3 separate regions of the Mus musculus genome follow, and all the other regions are linked to region 3. A link is a contact called in public ChIA-PET and Hi-C data. All regions are on one chromosome and are shown on one strand. Each heading gives the region's core, a stretch centred on a gene start, on an enhancer-like site or on the middle of the called end of the contact. The rest is flanking DNA. Distances are from core to core; before and after follow the strand shown. Region 1 overlaps Gm33224 (a long non-coding RNA gene). Region 2 overlaps Pou2f1 (POU domain, class 2, transcription factor 1). Region 3 holds the start of Pou2f1 (POU domain, class 2, transcription factor 1).

What was found. ChIA-PET counts read pairs in DNA pulled down with a chosen protein or histone mark. Hi-C and Micro-C count contacts between places; a contact is called where the count stands out from the background.
Region 1: a Hi-C map of pancreatic cancer cells shows a contact between it and region 3, with 4 times the contacts expected there. The contact joins the enhancer-like site here to the promoter of Pou2f1 in region 3. A contact is called at or near these places in 2 of 39 promoter capture datasets (frontonasal cranial neural crest and liver), 70 of 484 Hi-C or Micro-C datasets (the AML12 cell line, the C2C12 cell line, CD4 T cells and 30 more), 19 of 115 datasets of contacts at active chromatin or transcription factors (CD8 T cells, the HPC-7 cell line, the SCID.adh cell line and 14 more) and 3 of 9 other capture datasets (adipose tissue, embryonic trunk and pancreatic islet).
Region 2: an SMC1A ChIA-PET map of the G1E-ER4 cell line shows a contact between it and region 3, with 13 read pairs. The contact joins the enhancer-like site here to the promoter of Pou2f1 in region 3. A contact is called at or near these places in 1 of 15 datasets of contacts at CTCF or cohesin (the G1E-ER4 cell line), 14 of 484 Hi-C or Micro-C datasets (the Ba/F3 cell line, the G1E-ER4 cell line, the P5424 cell line and 9 more), 4 of 115 datasets of contacts at active chromatin or transcription factors (the SCID.adh cell line, embryonic stem cells, heart atrium and 1 more) and 2 of 9 other capture datasets (adipose tissue and pancreatic islet).

What each region holds. Positions count from the first base shown.
Region 1 is chr1:166,042,441-166,045,764 of GRCm38.p6, forward strand. It overlaps Gm33224 (a long non-coding RNA gene), which reads right to left. Exons shown (of 3, transcript XR_865710.2): 3 at 3,012-3,324. It also overlaps the pseudogene Gm7626. Among named protein-coding and RNA genes, the nearest start is that of Gm33224, 5.0 kb to the right of the region's middle. Within about 2 kb of position 1,496, at least 82 of the 459 cell types and tissues checked have an H3K27ac peak or open chromatin away from gene starts, as enhancers often do. A contact at or near this core is called in the AML12 cell line, the C2C12 cell line, CD8 T cells and 16 more, where this site is marked.
Region 2 is chr1:165,967,809-165,970,777 of GRCm38.p6, forward strand. All of the region lies in intron 1 of Pou2f1 (POU domain, class 2, transcription factor 1), which reads right to left. Among named protein-coding and RNA genes, the nearest start is that of Pou2f1, 33 kb to the right of the region's middle. Within about 2 kb of position 1,648, at least 8 of the 459 cell types and tissues checked have an H3K27ac peak or open chromatin away from gene starts, as enhancers often do. A contact at or near this core is called in the G1E-ER4 cell line and the SCID.adh cell line, where this site is marked.
Region 3 is chr1:166,000,905-166,004,074 of GRCm38.p6, forward strand. It overlaps Pou2f1 (POU domain, class 2, transcription factor 1), which reads right to left and starts at 1,730. Exons shown (of 16, transcript NM_198932.3): 1 at 1,658-1,730. The coding sequence starts at 1,718.

The DNA.
Region 1 (3,324 bases), core at 246-2,745, 41 kb after region 3:
TTGGGGTGAGGAAGCAAAGATGGACTGCTATAGATATTTGTGCTGTACCCATTTATGTGTTGAAACCTAACTCCTGGTATGATGGTATCATGAGGACTTTGAGAAGAACTTGGATCATGAGAGTGGAACCTTCAGGAAAAGGATTCGTGCCCTTCTAGGAAGAGATCTAAGAAGGCTCACCTCTTCTCTCTGCTCTCCACCATGTGAAGAAAGCTAGAAAGAAAGAGAGCCCTCGACAGACGGCAGATCTACCAGCAATCTCTTCTTGGACCTCACAGCCTCTAGAACTGTGGAAGGAAAGTGTCCAGCCTAGGGTATTTTGTCATAGACACCCAAATACAGTGAGACGGTTTCTACTGAACTCTGTTCAGTATAGAATCTGTAGTGTAGGCACTAGAGCTGCCTTTCCTGGGCCCCTTAATCAATTCATTTTACCAAGTTCTGACCTCAAACTTATATCGAAAGGACATTTGCTGAGGTCTAGCCTATCAAATAAGACTTATTATGACCACTTCACCTGCTGGTTCATACTCAACCTTCAGGAGGCATTCAGGGCAGAGAACTCAGAGAAGTTCAAGGCACAGACTCTGGAGATGAGCTAGGTTCTGTCCTGGCCCTGACGTTAACTGGTTTCTATGAGTAAAGTGTCAGTATCCCCATACCTTCACCCCCAAAACGGCAGAAGATGGCAGTGTCTGCTCCTTAGACTGTATGGGAAGACTAGATAGAACAATGGACACACGTGCATGCAGTAGTCCTTGTTCCCCAACAAGACTTCATTCTACTAGAAGCCAATTGACCCTGAGCTTGGCACTGTGTTCCCTTTTTATTTCTTTTAGACAGCCAATTTTTTTTTTTTAATTGGGGGAATGGGTCTCTAGGGGCGGACCTGGGGCCCTCACTGCACAGCTCGCTCATTGGCACCATCTCCAGAATCCTGTGGCTTCATCACATCTGGAAGCTCTGGAGGGCTGAGAAGGGCTTGACGCGCGGAGCTTCGAAGGTGTCATCTGCTCGGAAGGCCAGGTCCACTGTGGCTGGCGCCTGTGGCCATGCTGTCTAACTAGTGAAGCCACACTCGGAGTTTTTCCATCATCAAGAAGCTGGTCGTCCTTGTAAAGTCGCTGCTCCTCTGGCGGCCGCTTGAGGATGCCCTCGAGGAGATGCGCTCCAGTTCCAACAGGGTGCTCTAGCTTCCTTAATGTTCTTAAAGATGGTGGTCTTGCGCGGGATCATAAGAAACACGTCCATCCCCGCGGCTGCTTCAGGCTCAATTAGCTAGCGCGGCTGCGCTCCGCCCCGCCCCTTCTGTGTTACTTTTATCATCAGTATTGTCCCACTCCAAGGTTTATACTCTCAACCTTACACTGTCAACTTAAGATACTGCACAGTGCAGCACTGATTAATCAGTAGCAGGGTGTTTCCTCCTCTGTGTCATCACTACACTCTGGGTTTAATGTCTCCCATCCCCCACCCAGTAACTGTGTCAGGCTTGTGGGATAGGTTTGTGACTTAGCAAGTGTTTACCTAGTACATAGCATGTCCAAGGCCCCAGCTTCATTCCCTGGCACAACAAAACAAAACAAAGGCAACTGTGGGCTCGTGAGTCAGCTCGCCATCAGCCACCAGCTGCTTCCTGCCTGTAGGATGCAGCTTTTGTCTCCCACATACTCTCAGCATAAAACCCTGGTCCAAGCACACACAAACCAAACGCCCACAGTTGAATGGTTCAGTGAGTGAATTAATGAAAATTATCACTGAAACAGCATCTCAACCTTGCTTCTTACAAATAAAATATAATTTAATCTCAAAACATTACATTTACTTCGTGTATATGTAAGGGGGTGGGGTGGGGGTGGGGAGATTACATACTCAGACCATGAGCAAGCTTGTGTGAGCCCCAGAGATCAGACGAAGGTCGTCTGCCTTGGTGGCAAACACTTCTACCCACTGAGCTATCTAGCTGGCACCTATATCATTTTTCAGTGACAGCATCCTTAATGTGGCCCTCCCCAGAAAAAAAGTCTTCATTTTTTAATCTACACTATTAATACTTCACATTTTTTAAAACGGTTTCTTTCAGGATCTTTTAGATTGATAGGAAATAACTGAAAGCACTGTTGAGTTTCCCTACGCCGGCCCAATTTCCCCTCTAGTTGACATTTTACATTTGCCACAATGAATGACCCAGTTCTAATACATTTTTATTAATAAAAGTCCACACTCTCCCCACGATCTCTTTGGGTTTCCTGTTTTCCCAGCGTAGCCTTTGCTGCCCCAGGTCCCTCCCTGTTCCAGCATGCTGTGTTTAGTTGCTACATCTCCTTGGCTTCTCTTGGTTGTGGTGGTTTCTCTCTAAGATCTGAAAAAGTCCCATTTGGGGGGCGTGGGGGGTTGTTCAGGTCAGCCTCCTCCATGACCCTAGCCAGCTGTCATTTTCCTGGAAGGGACTCTTGGATGCAGCTGAGGAAGGTTAAAGGGGGCACAGAATGGGCTGATGGACAGGCTTGAATGAAATTCATTGCTCTTGGCCTTCTAATGAGGTGCATGGCCAATGGCCTTGGGAGGATGCAGCCTCGGAAATACAGCAGAGTCTAACAATCTAGGAAACACAGCACAGTCTAAACCGTGACACACCAGGGACGGGCCATCTGCTTGGGCAGATTTTGGTGGCTTCTCTCAGTAGTCTTGTTAGGCCTGAGCAAGCCAGGGGCAGTGACCTCTCTTCTTGCCATTCACTGACTTTGCTTTCCTCTGGAACCAAATGCTTGCAATCCAGCGTCAGTCGATCCATCTCGTAGGTATACATCCAGGGGATCGAAACTCACACCCCATCATGCTCTCTGGCCACATCACATCAGAGGACGACCCACTGGCAGTGCAGGTGCCCTTTCCATTTCCATTTCCCCTTCCCTCTCTCCCCTCCTCCCCCCATCCCCAGTTCCTTTTCTAACTCTTGAGCAGGAGAGGGAAGGGCAGGATGGGTGGGAGTTTTAACTGTTACCTCTGGCCTAGTTCTTTCATCTCTTAAGCTAAATTCCAAAGGGGTAATTGTATTAGTCATCCCCAAATCCAGCCTTCTCAGAGAGCGCAGCCTGTGAGCTCCCCCTCTCTCCTTCTTTCAGGGGGTTGGAGAAGTGCAGTTTATAAAAGCCCCACTTCTAAGTCCCCAATCTGCACTTTCTGGAAGCTTTCCGGAGAGCAGCCATCCTAGCGGACCCCAAGCTGCACAGACTTGGACACTACATAACCTTTCTTTTCCCCAGCCCCCCACCTCCTTCTTCCTTGCAGCCAATTAAAGACAGACAGCACGCTGCCCCGCTG
Region 2 (2,969 bases), core at 398-2,897, 33 kb before region 3:
CATAGCTCTCATTTCTGGTGTGTTAAAACAACATATTATGCTCTATTGAATTATTTCTACTTCCACTAACATCCGAGCTTCAAGAAGTAGTACTGTTTATATATCTTTCCCTGATAGCTTAAACTAATTCTATAAACAAATGACTAGTGATAACGGATTTCAGTTAAACAGTGCAAACATTTCAAATTCAATGTATTACACTGTTCTCCCAAAGTTGTGCTAAAGTAACTTCTAATATTATCATTTTGTTTTCCTAATACTATATACTCTTTTAAAATTTGACATCTGATAAATTACCTGAAAATGTGTACATGTGTACATATTCCCAATATTTGCTGAGATGTTGTAAAAGTAGTACTTTTAAACTACTTTAAAGTCAGCTACAATTTTATAAAATCTTACTTTATAGTTGATACTTATTTAATTAATGCCCAATCACATTACACTACACAGTGTATTCAGAAGCCACAATCAACTCCTAGTACCAGTGAGTAGACTTAAAACTTAAAACTTTGCACTATCTCAAAGGCAACTGTAATAACAGGCAAAATTAAAACACTGTATGCCCTTTCCAAAATAGCTATTTTGAAAGGATGTTTTTCAGCTAGACTTATGTGCATGTACATGGAAGTAGGTCAGTTATAGACCAAAAATTGTCTAAAACAAATGAAAAAAACATTAAAGGGAAAGGCCATGAATTTGGGAGAGCACAAAAGGTGCATGGGAGGAGTCTGAGGGAAGAAAATGGTGTAATTTTAATTTCAAAAAACAAAAGTTGAGAGAAAGAAAACAACCACTTCGAATCACTCTTTGAATGGATATGGATATGGTTATTTTAGGGTTCACATGTGTAGACGTTAACACCACTAACTCTAATTCTCAAATGCAGCACTACAGACTTTTTGAACAAGGCAATTCTCTTTGGGAAAGAAAAGTGGACAGGTCTGTTCACTCTAGGGTATTTACAAGAGAGTGTCTGATCATTGCCTCTCCCTGGGAAGAACGGGATGAACAAAATTTGTGCCTAGGTAGGAACCACATCACAGGGTACTTCAACAAGCTATCTCACAAACCCCATTTAAATTTAAACGTATTTTACTTGTTTATTCATTTAGTGTGTGTCCTTTGCATGTGACAACTTGCAACAGTCACTTTTCTCCTTCCACCAGGTGGAAGGAATTGAACTCAGGTCATCAGTCTTTTCAGCAAACACTCTTAACACAGAGCCACCTTGACAGGCATCATAGTCCTATTTTTAAGTAGACAAGGAAACCAACATGAGAGCTCATGCTAGAGACCTAACACCCAAGAGGCTGAGGTTAGGAGAGCGCTGCCAAGTCTGAGACCAGCCTGTTAACTACACAGGGGTTTCCTGGCCTACAGCATGAGACCATGACTCCAAAAATGCAAAACAAAACAGTATACATCAAGAGCTAAGACCATATCTCAGTCAGTAATGCACTCCCTGACACGCTTGAGCCTGTGAGTACAATCCTCCCCAGGACAAAAATCAAACAAACAAAACAACAAAACAGAAAAAACCCAAACCTTATACAAATATTTTCAGCAGCTGAATACTTACTAAATTCTCACTAGCCTTCACTACACTGAACAAGGTCTCTTATCTAATTACTAACATGGTAGTTTAAGGAAATACTGAGCTTGGGGCACAACAGATAAACAAAATTACTTTATCACTGTCAACTATCCTATTAGTTTTTCTTACAAATTCTGTCTTAAACCCACGGCTTCTCCACATCTTTTCTAACTACTTCAACTACCAAGCCTTTCCTATCCAGACTGTGTTTTCCCTGTCCCCTCAGCTTTTACTCCACTCATTCACTCAGCTATGAGCCACTGACTGCCTGGTACATGCAGTTTTCTACATACTAAGAATACACTATTAACAAAACTCTCAACAAAATTATTTTATCTAACTAGGTGTGGTCACACATGATTTCTATACTAGCAGAGAGTTGAGTATATTACTATGTCTATGAAGCATCACCTGTGTCATTGTTTTGTAAACACTCTTCTCCATCTTCTGGTATAGAGACAGACAAGTAGACCAATGGAATAGAATTGAAGACCCAGAAATGAACCCACACACCTATGGTCACTTGATCTTCGACAAGGGAGCTAAAACCATCCAGTGGAAGAAAGACAGCATTTTCAACAATTGGTGCTGGCACAACTGGTTGTTATCATGTAGAAGAATGTGAATCGATCCATACTTATCTCCTTGTACTAAGGTCAAATCTAAGTGGATCAAGGAACTTCACTTAAAACCAGAGACACTGAAACTTATAGAGGAGAAAGTGGGGAAAAGCCTTGAAGATATGGGCACAGGGGAAAAATTCCTGAACAGAACAGCAATGGCTTGTGCTGTAAGATCGAGAATTGACAAATGGGACCTAATGAAACTCCAAAGTTTCTGCAAGGCAAAAGACACCGTCAATAAGACAAAAAGACCACCAACAGATTGGGAAAGGATCTTTACCTATCCTAAATCAGATAGGGGACTAATATCCAACATATATAAAGAACTCAAGAAGGTGGACTTCAGAAAATCAAATAACCCCATTAAAAAATGGGGCTCAGAACTGAACAAAGAATTCTCACCTGAGGAATACCGAATGGCAGAGAAGCACCTGAAAAAATGTTCAACATCCTTAATCATCAGGGAAATGCAAATCAAAACAACCCTGAGATTCCACCTCACACCAGTCAGAATGGCTAAGATCAAAAATTCAGGTGACAGCAGATGCTGGCGTGGATGTGGAGAAAGAGGAACACTCCTCCATTGTTGGTGGGATTGCAGGCTTGTACAACCACTCTGGAAATCAGTCTGGCGGTTCCTCAGAAAATTGGACATAGTACTACCGGAGGATCCAGCAATACCTCTCCTGGGCATATATCCAGAAGATGCCCCAACTGGTAAGAAGGACACATGCTCCACTATGTTCATA
Region 3 (3,170 bases), core at 480-2,979:
CCCCAAGAGGATGTGTTTTGCCTGCGGAGGAGGGGACTCGAGTGGCAGTTGATGGGGGAGTCATTTTGGTTATTAGTAAATAAATCAAGCAGCAGAGAACAGGGCCTAGGCAACTAGGGCAGTCCAGGCCTAGTTCTCTCCTTGTCTTCCCAGCACAGACTGGGTTTGATCTCAGAGTCCTGTGGATTGCCAAGGAGGAGGAGAAGGAAAAAAAAAAAAAAAGAATCATATCGAACCACAAAAGCACATGGGGCGAATGTAAAATATAAACACGGCGTTGGGCTGTGAGTGGCTGTTATTAAAGGTCTGAATTACTAAACATGAGAGGCGGGGAAAGCCAGGCGGCCATTTCAAGAATATAAACCTCCCTGAATTAGACATTATTCAAATGAGAAGCAAGTAGAGAAGACCCAGCACGCAGCTAGAAAGCACTACCACACACAGTCAGGGAGGGGGATCTCCGTGTCTAGCCACCACCCCCGCTCCCCGCAGTACAGGAGAAATCTAGAATATGATCAACTTGTCAGGCCAGCCCTTTGAGGGCAGGAGGGCAATCCTTTACGGTCCAGTTCTCGGGTGACCTCCGAGAGCTCCGAGGCCTCAGAGCGAGAGGGTCCCCAAGGCTACCAGCGCGTGGGGGGGGGGGGATGTGCGCGGAGGAGCTACCAGACCCCGCGAGCACCTCCAACCCAACTGTCCCGCGCGACCCACAGCAGCGCGGACCTCTGGGTGAGGGCCCGGGACACACGGACAACCGAAGCCATTTCCACGGAGGGGAACTTCCCCGAGGGTTCCTCCCACCTAGCCCAGCCTCCAAAGGGTCCGGGGGACCCCAGAGCGAGCTCACAACCCGAAGGCCAGCTCACAGGGCCCACGCCACGCTGCCCCTAACCAGAGACACGGACTGGCTGGGGTCAGGCCGCTGCCCCGGGCACGAGCAGGGCGCGGCTGAGGGGCCCCGGGCCGTGACCCCCGGGCTCGGCCCCACGCGGACCCCCCGCACGGCCGGGGGCAGGGCACCACTCCCCGGTGCGTCCCGCAGCGAGCAGCGTTCCCCAGCCCGAGCCCGCGCCGGCTCCCAATCCTGGGGGGGCGCCGCGCGGGTGTCCGGCCACCGGGGTCCGCTCGGGCCCCGCCGCCCACCGGCATTGTGCTCGCCGCCACCTCTGGCCCCTCCACGCCCCCCCACCGCCCGTCCAGGTCTCCCGCCCGCACCCCGCCGCGCCCCGCCAGCCCAGCAGCTATGAATATGTAAAATGTCTTTATTGTCCTCTCCCGGTGCCCCGGCCCCGCCGCCTGCCGTGGACCCGCTTAGATTCGGGCACCGTGCGAGGAGGCGGCGGCGGCCGGCGGAGGAGGAGGGCCGGTGCCGGCGGGCGGGCCGGCGCGGCAGCCGCGGGGTGGGCCGGGGGCAGGAGGAGCGCGGTGGCTCACAGCCCCCTTTGCCCCGGGTCTTCTTCCCCCTCCGCCCGGCCGCTCCGAGCTCCTTTTCCCCCTCCGCTCGGCGCCCAGAGGGGGCTGTGTTCCCCGGCCCCCCATCTCCTCGCCGTTAATTATAATAATCCTGAGTACTAATAAATTATGCTAAGTCGCGGGGGGGGCAGCGGGAGCCCGGCTCGAGTATGAATATGAATATGTAAAATGCTGTAATGATTACCTGCTGCTGCTGCCGCCGCGGCTGAACTCTCATCTTGACTCGCTGCTCCTCCGTCCGCCATTTTGAATATTTTAACCAAAATCGCCCGGTCGATAAACCCTCCCTCGCTCCCGCTCCCCTCCCCCTCCCGCCCTGCTCGCCGCCTCCCTCCTCTCCGCACCCTCCCGTTCCTTCCTCTCCCGAGGCGCGCGCCAGGGGGCGCCCGAGGCCGGCGCTGCTCTCCGCCGGCCCCCTTGGAAGAGCTCCACCCCCCTGCGCGCGCGGTGCGCACGCGCGTCCAGGCTGCAGGGACCCCGCCCCCTCAGGCTTCTAAAGTGCCCCCTAACCTGCCAATCATCTCTTCCTTGTTTTGTTTTTTTTTCTTTCCCCCTCCCGTCCGCGCCGCTGTGCGCACGCGCAGTTTTCTCCACGCGCCGGAGAGGTAGGAAGCGCATGCGCGTCTCTTCGCCCCCTCCCTCCCCCCGGGAGCGCGGCTTCACCCCAAAGTGTAGTATGTCAAGTGCTTGTTTACGTCTCGGGATGGGCTTCCCGTCTTCCGTGTTAGTCCCCTCCCGGATAAGTTCGGGGTTTCCACGGCGGTACTGTAAAAGGGCAACATGCCCGGCGTCTCGCCGCGAGGACACGCGTGAGGGACTAGCGAGCGCTCCACGGCCGCGCACTTTTTCAGGACTCCCTCGCAGTTGACTGCGACAATGGAGGGGACCGCTCCCCGCCGAGGTAATTTCCGGCCCTGTGTGCAGGTGGGGGCGGAAACGCCCTCGGCGGGCAACGGGCACGAGGCACCTGCTGGGCCACGCGCGGACGTCCCGCTTTAAATTTGAATCCGAGCTAATCCCCGCCCCGCGCCTCAGCCCACGCCGCAGATTCGGGGCGGGGCCGGCGGGCGGACTCCTGGGGGCGTGTCCTGGCGGCTCTAATTAGCCAGGCAAAGAGTCGCCTCCACTTGTCGCGCGTGCCCGGCCCAGCCTCTGTGGGAGCGGCCGTCCGAGTCGCCCGGACGCCCTTGCACGCGCCCACCCGTGCGAAACAAACAGACCCCATCTGCGTAGGGATTCTTTTTTCTTTTTTTTTTTTTTTCTTCTGGAGCACCTTTTAAAGGCTAATTGTAAACTGACCTGATTAAAACCATGCAAGTTGGCAATAGCGCCAACGGTTACGAATTCTCTTTGCTCTGTCGTTCAGTAAATACGATCGCGGGGGGCGGGGGGTGGGGGTGGTGATATTCCTCTTGTGACCATCTTCCTAAGTAATTAGCCAAAATATTGCCCAGATTGCTCCTTTATTGCAAAAAAAAAAAAAAAAAAAAAAAAAAAAAAAGGCCTGGATGAAGACCCAAATCTATTTTACTAATTCTTGACAAGTCCCAAGATTTTCCTAAAAAAATTTCTAAGGATAAAAACAAAAATATTGTGTGGTAAGAATAAATAGGTCCTAGGCTGTCCTTGAGAGGGGTATTCCTAAGTTTCAACTGGGTAAAACTGCAGGTTCTGCACACACACACACTCACACACAC